2 separate regions of the Zea mays genome follow, and region 1 is linked to region 2. A link is a contact called in public Hi-C data. All regions are on one chromosome and are shown on one strand. Each heading gives the region's core, a stretch centred on a gene start, on an enhancer-like site or on the middle of the called end of the contact. The rest is flanking DNA. Distances are from core to core; before and after follow the strand shown.

Region 1 (6,155 bases), core at 1,450-3,949, 250 kb before region 2:
ATCGCGCCGATCTACGCGCCGAGGAGGAGATCCGCGCCGCAACACGGGAGGAGATCGTGCGGATGGGTGGGGGACTAGATCGAGCTGATGGAGACCGGAATCTCGCGATGCGGGACATACCCGCATGCGGGGGCACGGCAGGGGCCTAGAAGGGGAGAGGAGGGTGGGGTGGATCCTCGGCCACCTGGATCTGCACGCGCCATCAACGGCGTGGGGAGGAGGGTGGGGCGGATCCTCAGCCACCTGGGATCTGCGCGCGCCATTGACGGCGTGGGGAGGAGGGTGGGGATGCGAGATTTGGGGGCGCAAGGGCGTGGCCGCGCGGGTGGAGGCCGAAGGTGCTAGGGCGGGCGGTGGGGAGGATGGAGGGGATCACGTGGACGTTGATCACCGAGGCAGAACCACCGTTGTGGACGCCTACAATAGGCTCTTAAGGAGTAGTAGGGATTGAATTATGGTAAAAGTTAAACTAAATTCTACCATAATTCATTTCAAGGCATATGGATTGTGGCGAATACACATATACATCAAGCAAGACCTAAGTGATGTATAGAGCCATATAATAACCAAATTAGTATTTTTAATATCAAAGTCATGCATATGAAACCACTATGCCTTTTTTGGTTTCTAAGGCGAAATCAATTACGATTTGGTGTATTTTTTTCTTTTGTTCATCTCTTTGCTGGTAAAACCGAAATCGAAACTTGTCGAGGAAACGATCCTCTGGCCCCTAGTGCCCACCGGTCAGAGAGAACACACGAGATAGGAGCCTCCTAACTATTAGGGGACACCCGTTAGTGAGAGAGTAATGGAATCGTCTACCCCAGAAGCACCCGCCCCGGATAAGCCCCGAGGCACCGAGCCCGGTGTCGGGCGTGGTGGAGCAGTATAGGAGGGTCGGGTGCATTAACTACGCCTAGCCCGATACCGACCCGCCATAAGTGGTCGGTCGCATTAACTATGCCTGACACCAGGTCGCAATAGAGAGTTGGTCTATCTCCCACTCATGACATGTGCAGCCCCTCGGCTTACAGCGCACTCATGACTTATGCAGCTCTTTGCTCAATGGCGCACTCATGACCTATAAGTCCCTTGGCCTGCGGAACACTCATGACTATCAAGCCTAGGCCTAAGAGTGCGAACCATCCACAGGGCCCGCAACGTGACGAGCCACGCCAAGACCCGGACTACGGAGGCCAGGTGTCGACGTGGCGCAGAGGTAGTTATGATGGTGCCAGGGCCCGCGCTACCCATGCCATCCATTATTAATGAGCACGAACAGAGATGACAAGGTGTATACAGACAAGCGGCCTCACTAGGGTAAGATGCTCAGTTTTACCACGATATAATGACTCCTTCTCAAAGAAGCCACTGGCGGCCGACCTCCATCTTGGCCTATAAAAGGAGGAGGTCAACCACGAAGATGGAGAACGGACCCAAGAACACACGAGACAGAAGACACTCGATGGAAGGCGACCACGCACATGGTGAGACATGAAGACCTGGAGGCCGGAGCCAAGGCTTAGCGTAGGACATCAGTTCTGTAGTCTTAGGGCCACCCCCACAGAAGAGACTTGGGAGCCCTTCCTCCCTCTCTCACCCGCTTGTAACTCGCTTGCAACCAATACTACGAGCATCGAGCAACAAAGGTGCCGATAACGCAAGCCGCCGAAGACTGAATGTAGGGACGTTCTGTCCGAACCAGTATAAACATTGCACCCACTGAGCACGCTGTATGGAGCCCATAGCGCGCATATACAAATGTTCTTGTCGGAGCGGAGGTTCGAAACACTGACAAAACTAGTCTAGGTTTTTGTGAATCATTGAAATCGAGAAAAACGAGATATCATGTCGTCAAATACATCCTGGTAACTATTATACTCCTTTGCTTCGTTCCAAATTAAAATTCATTTTATCGTTTTAGTGGATTCATACGACAATTAATGTATATGTGTCTAGTTTCATCATTATTCATTTGAATATAGAAATAAAAAAAACAAGATCTACAATGACTGATTATTTTGGGACGGAAGGAGTATTTAATTTAATAATTGACACAGCATGCCAACTCTCTATGGGTCTCTTTGGTAGGGATCTAAGTGCTCTTGCTCCTGCACTGTAGTAGGAGCAGAGGGTTTCATCAGCTCTGTGAGTGAAGGAACAGGAGAAAAAAAGAGTTTCTTTATGCTCTATGCATCAGTGTACAACTAGGCATATCATTCTGAAAAAGGACACTATGTACGCAAGTACAGCAGTGTCCAGTGTTGAAGCCTTCTATGCTCGTCAGTTGCGAATTAAATACCTTATCTATGTTACTACGTACGTACATATATATGGAAGCGAACCATCAATCTCATAGCTCATTTCTATATGAAGTAATATTACAAGCTATTAGACATAGCTCGTGTAACCGTATACTATAGTTCTTATCGAATGAAACATCATATATACCAGGTCAAGGCGATGATAACTAAGTCGATTCATAATCATATCTTAACAAAAAATACGGCTACTAAGCTAGCACGCCAGCAGCCTAGTCGTCGTCTTACTTTTCTGTTTGCACCTGAACCTAGTGTAGCCATCAGCAGCTATAAATATGGCCATACAGAACCGATACATGCACAGATCTATACTGAGCTAATAACAAGCTATATTTACAAAACAGTAGTAAAAAACCAGAGAGAAAGAGCGCAATATGATGGCTGTTTCAAGGGTGTCACTCGTCTTCCTCGTGGCGTCGTTAGCCATGTTCGTCCTGGCCGCTTTTGATGGCGCGAAGGCACAGGAGGCAGACGGCGTGCTGGCGACGTACAACCTGTACAACCCAGAGAGCATAAACTGGGACATGCGGAAGGCGAGCACGTTCTGCGCGACGTGGGACGCGGACATGCCGCTGGCGTGGCGGCAACGCTACGGGTGGACGGCGTTCTGCGGCCCTGCCGGTGATCATGGCCAGGCCTCATGTGGCCGCTGCCTCCAGGTGCGAATGCATGCACATGCATGCGTGCGATCTTCTTTCTCTGTCTGACTGTCTCTGTGTCTGTCGCGCGCGTTTGTGTCTTCTTCTCGCGCACTCACAACGTAGTCGGCAATAATGGTTTCTTGACCAGGTGACGAACAGCGCGACACAAGCGAGCACGGTGGCGAGGGTGGTAGACCAGTGCGACAACGGCGGGCTCGACCTGGACATCTCGGTGTTCCAGCAAATTGACACCGATGGCGGGGGCATGGCCAACGGCCACCTTTCTGTTGACTACCAGTTCGTCGATTGCCAAGATTAGAAGACAATCTGATATGCATGCTCGATCGATCGGGTGGCAGCACGACGCATCGATATGACGATATACATGTATACACGTATGCATGGTGCATATTGTCGACCAGTTTGCTGAATAAATCTGGAGAAACAAATCAGTGTAACAATAAAATTATATCATGGGATTAGTGCAAGAGGACGTTATATTATATTTATACCTGGCCAATGGGCCTGGCTGGACTAGCACGAGCCGAACCGGACCTACACCAGACCGCATTAGTCAGGCCGAGGCACGCCCGGCATGTGGGCCTTGACAACAGCCCAAGCACGGCCCAAATCCGTCTTATAAACAACATTCCTGTAGACAACCATATAGGATAGAACCATATATAGAATTTTACACCAAGTTTCATAAACAACCATTAAGGACACAAAAACACAGTACAGTCACTAGCTCGTACAAGTATCAGCCAGACAGCAACCACAAGTTTTATGAGCCCACAGCCACCAGCCATCAGCAACCACAACTAGCCATACAAGTATACAACCACAACTAGACATAAAAAATTAGATCACCACGCTTTAAAAATAGTTGTTTACATTGGTTGCCTCATTAAAAACATTTAGGTAAAAGCCCATTTTAACTACATGGGGATACAACCCTAAAGGAAAAAGAGTACAACCTAGCTCTTTTATGATCTTAGTTTAATGGTGCATTACTTCATGTCCATCCCCACCACTACCACAAACAGAACCATCCTCTTGTGCATCAAGATACATGTTTGCCATTAGCTCTTCAAGATCTTTGTTCTCCACACTATGTTGCTACCGAGCAGCAGCTTGTTCCCGATCCTTGTCAAAAGACAGCATCTCCACATGTTCTGGTGTCAACCTGCCATGTAAACTGAAATCACACTAAGAAGAAATAGTTTATACAGGCACAATTAAGACATTTAGCTAGAATTGATAGAATTGGATAGCTTCTTTTATGATCATGCCACCAACTAAGTGCACTAAATGATTCATCAAACTCAGTAAGAGGATCACCATCTAGATAAGATGATAACTCAGAAATTGTGCAAGAATCCGAGCGATCGAGTGTATTGATCATCTAGCAGACCATCTTAATACTTTATTAGATAGATCATGAGGCCATAAGTCTAAACACAAAGGAAACACAATCTACAAGACTATTAGGGCAACATCCCTTTTATGTTAAATATTTTTAATTTTTTTATATATACTGTGTATATGTTGGGTACGTAGGGTATGCCAGGGTACCCCTAGATACGCCCCTGGTGACATGACCATACACCACACTGCGACTTTAACACAACATCCATTTTCATTTGCACATTCTCAAGTTCGAACGTCCCGCATGATATCCTTGGCTAATAGCACCTCAGTTCCTTCCTAAACTTAGTACTAAAACCTCAGTTCCTCTCGAACCTAGTTTCAGCTCATCACCCACCATGTTCTACCTTAACGACACCTGCACATGAACAACACACACAACTGTGTACAAGCATAAGTCTATTGCTTGACTGAAGGTTAATCCTCGCAACACCACTTCATCGAGTGTGTTACAACAATATTAAGACTCATATTAACACGCATGCATAATTTGACATTAATCAAAACCACATATTTTACATGCATGCATTACATCCAAAAGCATGTCAATCACTATACGTTAACAATAACAAATTATGACAATGTTCTAATGTCAACTAATACAATGTTTTGATCGCACACGATTTCACAATATCCATGGTACATATTATTGATATTTAGAATGTACTAAAACACTAAAATATACGATAGTATGTGGGATTGATAACCAAAATACCAAACAGGTCTTACTAACCTGATAATGCAACTATGACAGGATGAAAAAGGACACGACTGCTAGATGTAAAACTCAAGCCACACTAAGAAGTAAGACACAAACTTAACGAGCTACAAAATATTGACTTCGAAGCTCGGCAAGCACTCAACACGATGGACTACCAAAATGAAATTTTATTTCCTTGGCATCTAAGTTCCTAAAAAGACATTTGTGGCACCACTACCGGAATCCGAGCCTTTGCCGAGTGCTCGGCGCTTTGCCGAGTGCTTTTTGTCGGGCACTCGGTAAAGAAGCCTTTGCCGAGTGCGGTGCTCGGCAAAGTCATGCTCTCGGTAACGAGCTCATTTACCGAGTGTAGGACTCTCGGCACAAAAGTACCACTCGGCAAAGATGTCTTTGCCGAGTGCCAAACACTCGGCGAAGGCGGTGTTCGGCAAAGGGCCGTCAGCGGCCGTCTAAAGATGACGGTCGTTAACCTTTGTCGAGGGCCGAGCGTTGGCACTCGGCAAAGAGGATTCTTTGCCGAGTGTCAACCTGCTGGCACTCGGCAAAGCATTTTTTATTTTTTTTATTTTGTCAACCAAACTTTTGTGTTATGTTATTACACTATGTAGACCTACATGTACTATTTTGGGACAATTATAATAGTGTTTTCTATAGCTAGTAGATTTAGTTCGTTTATTTGAATTTGTTTGGAAAATTCAGATTTGAACTGCAAGTCACTCGAAACTTGGAAAACCGTGCATGCAAAAATGACACTCATGCTATTTAGCACAAGTTACGACCGATTTCGGGAGCGGACCGGAAACTTCGAGCAACATGCTCACTAAACATGGTCATGAACTTGCCAACTAGTTGTTTAAAAATTGTATAAAACACAAACAAAGTCAGAAAATCATGAAACTTGTCCACGTGTCATGATATCATATGTAGAGGTTGTGATAAAAATTTGAGAATGTTTCGAGAAAGTTGTGACGTACTATGTGTAGAAACCTAGGAGAACTACACATGAAATCATAGAGTTTCAATGTAGTTCTCCTAGGTTTATAC
Region 2 (6,654 bases), core at 3,027-5,526:
TCGACTATTACTATATTTTATATTATTATTTGAGCACTGTGTGATGATGTCCGGTTATGTAACTGTTGTGTACGTGAATTGTTGATCCTGGCACGTACATGGTTCGCATTCGGTTTGCCTTCTAAAACCGGGTGTGACATTATGTGTCCATCGGTATCCCATAAAGGGGTTGTGACTGTCGTGACAACCTGCAGTCGATGAATTACGCGTGTTTTCCCCCAATTCAACCTCGTGCGAAGGAAAAATTGAAACAGTAGCTTTATCAAACGCATGCACTAACCTTTTATAATCCTTTTGTATATCCCCTACGATATGTTGCATTTGCTCTCACTGTTCATCTATGTAAGATTTAAGAGATTGGAGCTCGTTGGTGTTACTTACAATGGGGGTATCCATCGTGGGTCGGAGTGAAGCCAGATCAGTCGCCTGCTGTCGAACGACCTTGTTGTTCCTGTCCACCTTGAAGTTGGCCAGGAACTTCACCTTTGCTTCTTGGATCAGTTGTTCCTTGTGCTCCTCGAACTAGAGTTGTTCGTCACCCGGCAAGGTTTCCCAAGTTGGCTCTATGATATTGCTAGGGGAGACGTTAGAGTTATCCCTTGAACCGACCATTGGGGCCGATATGATAGGTCTATATGTGCTTTCCCCAGCGGAGTCGCCAAAAAGTGTGTTGGTGCCGAATTAGACGCCAATCACTGTGTTGAGAACCGGCGGCGGTGCTCTCTGCACAGACGCAGACGGTCCGCGGCCAAGGGCTGGACGGTCCGCGACCTGGCGCAGGGCTCGGGTTCCCTGCCTGACGTGTCGGACGGTCCATGCCCTGGAGCCGGACGGTCCGCGCGTGCGCAAGGGCGGCGGAGTTCACCGACAGCGCTTGGATCTCGCTCCCGGGAGGGACCCCGTCGGGGAGGAGAGATCCTAGGTGTTGTCTAGGCTCGGCAGGCTGACCTAGACTCCTCTGATCGACGTAGAGTCGAGGAGAAGCAGAGAATTTGAGAATTGGAAGACTAAACTAGAACTACTGCTAATGCATAAGATAAAAACGAGAGATAAACTGATTATTGATTCGATTGTTGATAATTAATCGACCATAATCCTCTGTATTAATAGAGGAGGGGGCTGAACCCGTTACAAACAAATTCCCTGAGCTAATTTCGCGAATCTAGCCAATAACTGTAGCAAGAAACTCAGAACCCTAATTGACACTGCGCGCGTGGACCGTCTGGACTCTGGACCACCGGTGCGGACCATTCGGCCCAGGGGCAAACCGTCCGGTCGCTCTTTTTGGTGCTCAACAACTCCTAGATCGACGGATAGAAACTCGCCTTCTACCTCCGGCAACTGTGTACGGCGGCGCACACGCGGCGCCAGCTGACTACGACGGCGAGCTCGCCGGCGTAGCGCATACATCGTCCTAGTGCACCGTTTTTTCGTGATGGAGAAGACTACACGTAGATAACGACCAAACCAAACGGGTAGGAGGCTCACCAGTGTGAATTCGACGACATTGCTTTGTGCGTCCACGAGTTCTTGCGACCGAACGATGAAGCTCCCCACCGGCGTGAAATCTCCGGCCTTCTAAGACTGTCTGCAAGGGTCGCCGCTATACTTTCCTCTCCCCTTGCATGCCGTGTACAGAAGTCCCCCCACCCGCGCAACAGTTGCCTCTATGGAGCCCCCTACCGAGGGGAGCGCTTCTCTCTCCCTCCACTCCTGGCGGTTCACTGTTCATGCGCCCTTACACTGTTTGGCACTGTGTTGTGGGCCCGCGATGAATTATTAGTGGATGAAAAATTGATAGTGGATAAAAAGTAGGTATAGAAAATGATATTTTATGGTTGTAGTGGGGTATAGGGGGAGTATTTAGGGGGAACCGCTGCGGAAGATGAAAAAATAGGGGGGAAATAGGAGGAAAAAGTGATATATGGGGAAAAATTTAGAGGTAAGGCTATCCGCAACCGTTACCCCTAAATTTTCCCCCTATATCACTTTTTCCCATATTTTCCCCCTATTTTTTCATCTCCCACAGCGGTTCCCTCTAAATACTCCCCGTATACCCCGCTACAACTATAAAATATCATTTTCTATATCAACTATCAATTTTTTATTTACTAACAATTACTCGTAAACCCACAACATAGTGTTTGAGGGATGAACAGTGACACGCTATATCTGGGGGAGAGAGAAGGGGGTCGGCGCGTAGGGGGCGTTGTAGGGAGCAGCGCTGCGACCGTAGAGTGCCCCCTATAGGCGCCATGCAAGGGGAGGGGGCTGCCAAAGGGGCAGCGTTGCAGTTAGCCTAAACCACACGTCGGAGACCTATCGGATGACGCCAGCGTGATGTGATGTAATATGCGGCTTGAAAAATAAAGAAAAGAAAAAAATACCCAGGATGTAGGCCGGCTGGAAGGTAAAGTGAGTGTGGGCCAAGACCCGAGAGCGCATGGGTCTTCCGCTTTTTCTCCTTAATCATTCTCCTTTCTTTTTCTTGTTTTCTTTCCTTTTTTTCTCTTCTGTTTTATTTATATTGGTTTTATCTATTTAAAATTTGGTTGTGAGTTTCAACCACAAATTAAATACACAAATAAAAACTCTCGGCATGATGCAAAGTTTGCATTTGCTTTATTAAATATTTATTTATTTATATAAATACTTCTAAATATATAGTTCATAAAAGGAGTAGTTCACATAAAATAATTTTGCCACTTTATCCATCCAAGAAAATAGTTTAAATACATAACCAAAATTTTATATTTAGCATTTATTTAACTTTTAGAAAACTAGTTCCAATTCATAACTTCATTAGAAGACACTTTAGATTTTAAATATTTAAAAAAATCATAAATCCCAAAATTATGTTTTTGCGGTGTTACATAATTGTAGATTAATTAGACTTAACAAATTCATCTCACAAACTCATTATAGTTTATGCAATTAGTTTTATAATTATCTCATATTTAGTCTTTCTAATTGGTATGCAAATATTCAATGTAACTGGACTAAACTTTATTCAAGGATTGAGACACCTCCTACTCCCTTTGGTGTACTGTTTTTTTGTGGTTTTAGACAGGATTATGTATACCAAGAAGTGATTATTTAGGTAGCTAATTCCCAGTCGTACCCATATTAAATATAGTCCAAAGTCTTTCCCGTTCAAATCTCTTTCTTCTCCCGACTGGTTACTGCACTTCATTTGTGTTCTTTGGGTTGTGATCTGGGTTTGAAACTTGGTGACCGCAGTGCCCCAATTGTGTTTTTTTGCTTGGCTAGGACGTATGTTTTCGATGTTTTTTTGGGATTCTGGCTTGTTCGGTTACACCATTCCGGAAGGAGATTGTAGAAGTTTAAATTGTCTTGTAGTCATTTTTGACTAGGAGGGGATTTAATCCCCTCCAATCCCCTTATGAATTGGTGTAACCGAACATGCCCTGCATTGTTTCGGGAAACGACATGCCGCACACATGTATGCAGGGGCAAACTCAGAAGAAAACTGCATGGTGAGCCAAAACGACAATCTTTGATATACACCGGCCTAAGTATGTGTTTTTTCTAAATTTTACCCTATATATATCCAAACATTCAACGTAACCGGACACCTCATATGTATTTTTATTCATAAGTTTTACTCTCTAAGTTCTAAGATGTTCTATTTTTAAAAATCAAAACATCTAAAGTTAACCAAAATCATAGAGAATTTAAAAAAATATGATATCAATTAATTATAATATAAATTATATAATTAATGAGTATTCTAATATAACTTATTTAATATTAAAAATACGATTATTTTACTATATAAATTAGATCAAACTTGATATGGCTTGATAAAGAAAGGTTAAAATACTATATAATTTTAGACGAAGAGAGTAATTTGTAAATTAATTACGTTTAATTTTTTTATTATAAGTTTGATCAACTGATCTTATTCAAAAGAATTATAATTATTAATTTTTATTGTGATATTGTTTAGCATATAATATTGACTTTATTTTTAAAAAAATTATGAAAAAATTGAATAAAATAAGTCAGTTAAACTTTATAAAAAGTAAATGAATTATAAATTAAGACAGAGAAAATATGTATTTTTAATGCATATCGTCTACCTGTGCTAACCCGCGCGCGCAACAAAACCACACTGCCGTGCTGCAACCGTCGCTGGCCACTAGCCCACGTTCCCAGCAGCCCTCCCTTTCCTTTCCAATCCCGTTCGGGCCGAAGCAATCCCTCTCTGCATTAACAGCAAGGAGCGCTGCAACTCGCCACTTGCAGTTTCGACTTTTCGAGATCTGCGCCGCTGTTGCTGTCCCCACTCGGCCTCCCCTCTCTCTCCCCTTCTTCCAGACCCTTCCCTTCTTCCGCTCACCCACGCGGACGCCGGCTGCCCCCTTCCCTGACTGACCCCCTCGAGGCCCCTCGATACGATACTTCGGGTGTAGGGGAGCATGCGGAAGAAAGGGCGGGCGGTGCCGGAGTGGCTCAACAGCCCAATTTGGTCCGCTACCCCGCCCGCGCCCGCCCAGCCGGACCCCTACGGCGCCGACCTCGCTCCGCCGCCACCCCCAAAGCCGCCGCCGCCGCCAGCTACTGCCTCTCCCGTACCGCCGCCGCCGTCGTACGAGCAGGCCGTAGGGGTGGGTGGTGGCCGGAGGGAGGAGGAGGACGACGAGGGCGCCGGGGCGGTGATACGGGCACACCTGCTCTCCGACTTCAAGGCCGCGGTGCGTGCAGGAAAAGTGCGGTGTTGGTTATCGCTTGGATTCTCACTAGCTTTTTTCCTGTTTGATTCTCTTGTCGGTGCGTGCAGCTATCGAAGAAGGTGGTGAACATGGGAGAGCTGCGGCGCTTAGCCTGCCTCGGCGTCCCCGACGGCGGTACTGGTGTCCGACCCGTCGTCTGGAAGGTCCCCACTCGCATTCTCTTCTGATTCTATAGCGAATTTTGGTTGAGAGTTCGGAGTTCTGCACTTCCTACTTGCCCTGCAAGGGTTTAGTGTTGATATTTCACTGGGATAGTTGGTCATTTTTCCATTCTTTCTAGCTGACTTATGTCTGTCCTCATTTTTTTTTCTGGTTGTATTGACTATTGAGACATGGAGATAAAAGTTACGGAGTGTATAATTTCTTATATCTGCAGCGCTGGTGGTTTGTTTGGTAAATGGGGAATGGACAATACTCTGTTGGTGCCCTGTTACGTGTTACATTTTCAATGCGGTCATGGAAATGGAATTAGATGTTGCTGTTGTGAAGAGAGATGACCTTGGAAAGAAAAGATGTATTTTCCCAACCCACCATGTAAATATCTTTTAAATGTGCTGAGCCTGTAATCCATAACATTTGTTCAACTGCACCTGACTCTCAAGGTTTTATCAGCTTGAAGTTCCAATTTCTTGTCATTGAGTAGTTCTCTGTGCACGTACATGCACCTTTTTTGTGTGAAAATCACCCACTCAAAAAGTAGTTCCTAGTGTGTCTAGGAAATATAACACTTGAAAAGGCTTCATGGCCTTTTTCAGTGAAAGTGAAGCCTTCTTCGTTTACCTTCCTGGGCAGTGGCAAAGCTAGATCGAATCGGAGGAGGATGCACTTGCATTATAGATGCTGAGTCAAGCCATAAACATGGTGAAAATTTGATCTACTTAATGGTATTTTATTTTTTGGTGGGTGCATCTGCACCCATAGTGCTCTATATAGCTTCACACTGTTTCTGGGCCATATCTTATATTCAATTTTGTCCTGCACTTGACTACCATCAGTGTCTTTTTGAATTTGCTTGATGTTCTAATTCCTGATAGGTGTGGTGGTGTTGGTTTACTATGGCTTGCATTGCATTTCACATTGACCATAAGTTTTGTATAATGTGTTGGTTTGTAAATGGTCGTTATTAAGCATGCACTCTAGTCTCTAGTAGGGATGAAAACGGTTGGAAACGGCCGGTAAACGCTAAAACCATATCCGGTTTTATATTTTTTATCGGAAACGAAATAAAAAACGGTAACTCTGGAAACGGAAACGAAATCGGTATTTCGGAAATTGGAAACGGAAGTTCGGTGCGGAAAATACCTCGGTAACGGTCAGAATCTAAAATACGATCGGTAAACATACCAATTATCACAAGTTGACAATATAACAAGTTCATAAAGGTCACTTGGTTACAATTCACAAGTTCAAAAAAATCACAAGTTCACATGCATAACAAGTTCACACTATGACAAGTTCACAAAGACCACAAGTTCACATACATCTCACAAGTTGACAAGTTTACAAAGATCACAAGTTCACAATTCACAATATAACAAGTTCACATACTCACATTTCACAAGTTGGCAAGTATACAAAGACCACAAGTTTACAATATAACAAGTTCACAAAGATCGCAAGTTCACAATATAACAATTCACAAGTTCATAAGTCCACAATTCACAAGCTCACAAGTCCACAATTCTAGAAAATTCCGAGACCTAAATTCGGTAAATTTCCGATTAAAACCGGTAACCGAAGGAAGCGGTCGGTTAAACACAACACCGATTCCGATATAAAATTGTGATAATCGATTCTGTTTCCGAAAAATACCGTTATCGGTGATCAGATCGAAAAAACCGAAAACGGTTTCCGGAATTCCGAAAAATTCTGAAACCGTTTTCATCCCTGCTGGCTG

Evidence for each region. Hi-C and Micro-C count contacts between places; a contact is called where the count stands out from the background.
Region 1: a Hi-C map of leaf shows a contact between it and region 2, with 5 times the contacts expected there. The contact joins the promoter of LOC109945686 here to the promoter of LOC100193786 in region 2. A contact is called at or near these places in 2 of 25 Hi-C or Micro-C datasets (ear and leaf).

The regions. Positions count from the first base shown.
Region 1 is chr4:21,545,192-21,551,346 of Zm-B73-REFERENCE-NAM-5.0, reverse strand. LOC109945686 (pathogenesis-related protein PR-4) reads left to right here and starts at 2,699. Exons shown (of 2, transcript XM_020552003.1): 1 at 2,699-2,980; 2 at 3,111-3,281. The coding sequence starts at 2,699. The coding sequence ends at 3,281.
Region 2 is chr4:21,300,987-21,307,640 of Zm-B73-REFERENCE-NAM-5.0, reverse strand. It overlaps LOC100193786, which reads left to right and starts at 4,276. Exons shown (of 9, transcript NM_001138871.1): 1 at 4,276-4,718; 2 at 4,805-4,900. The coding sequence starts at 4,443.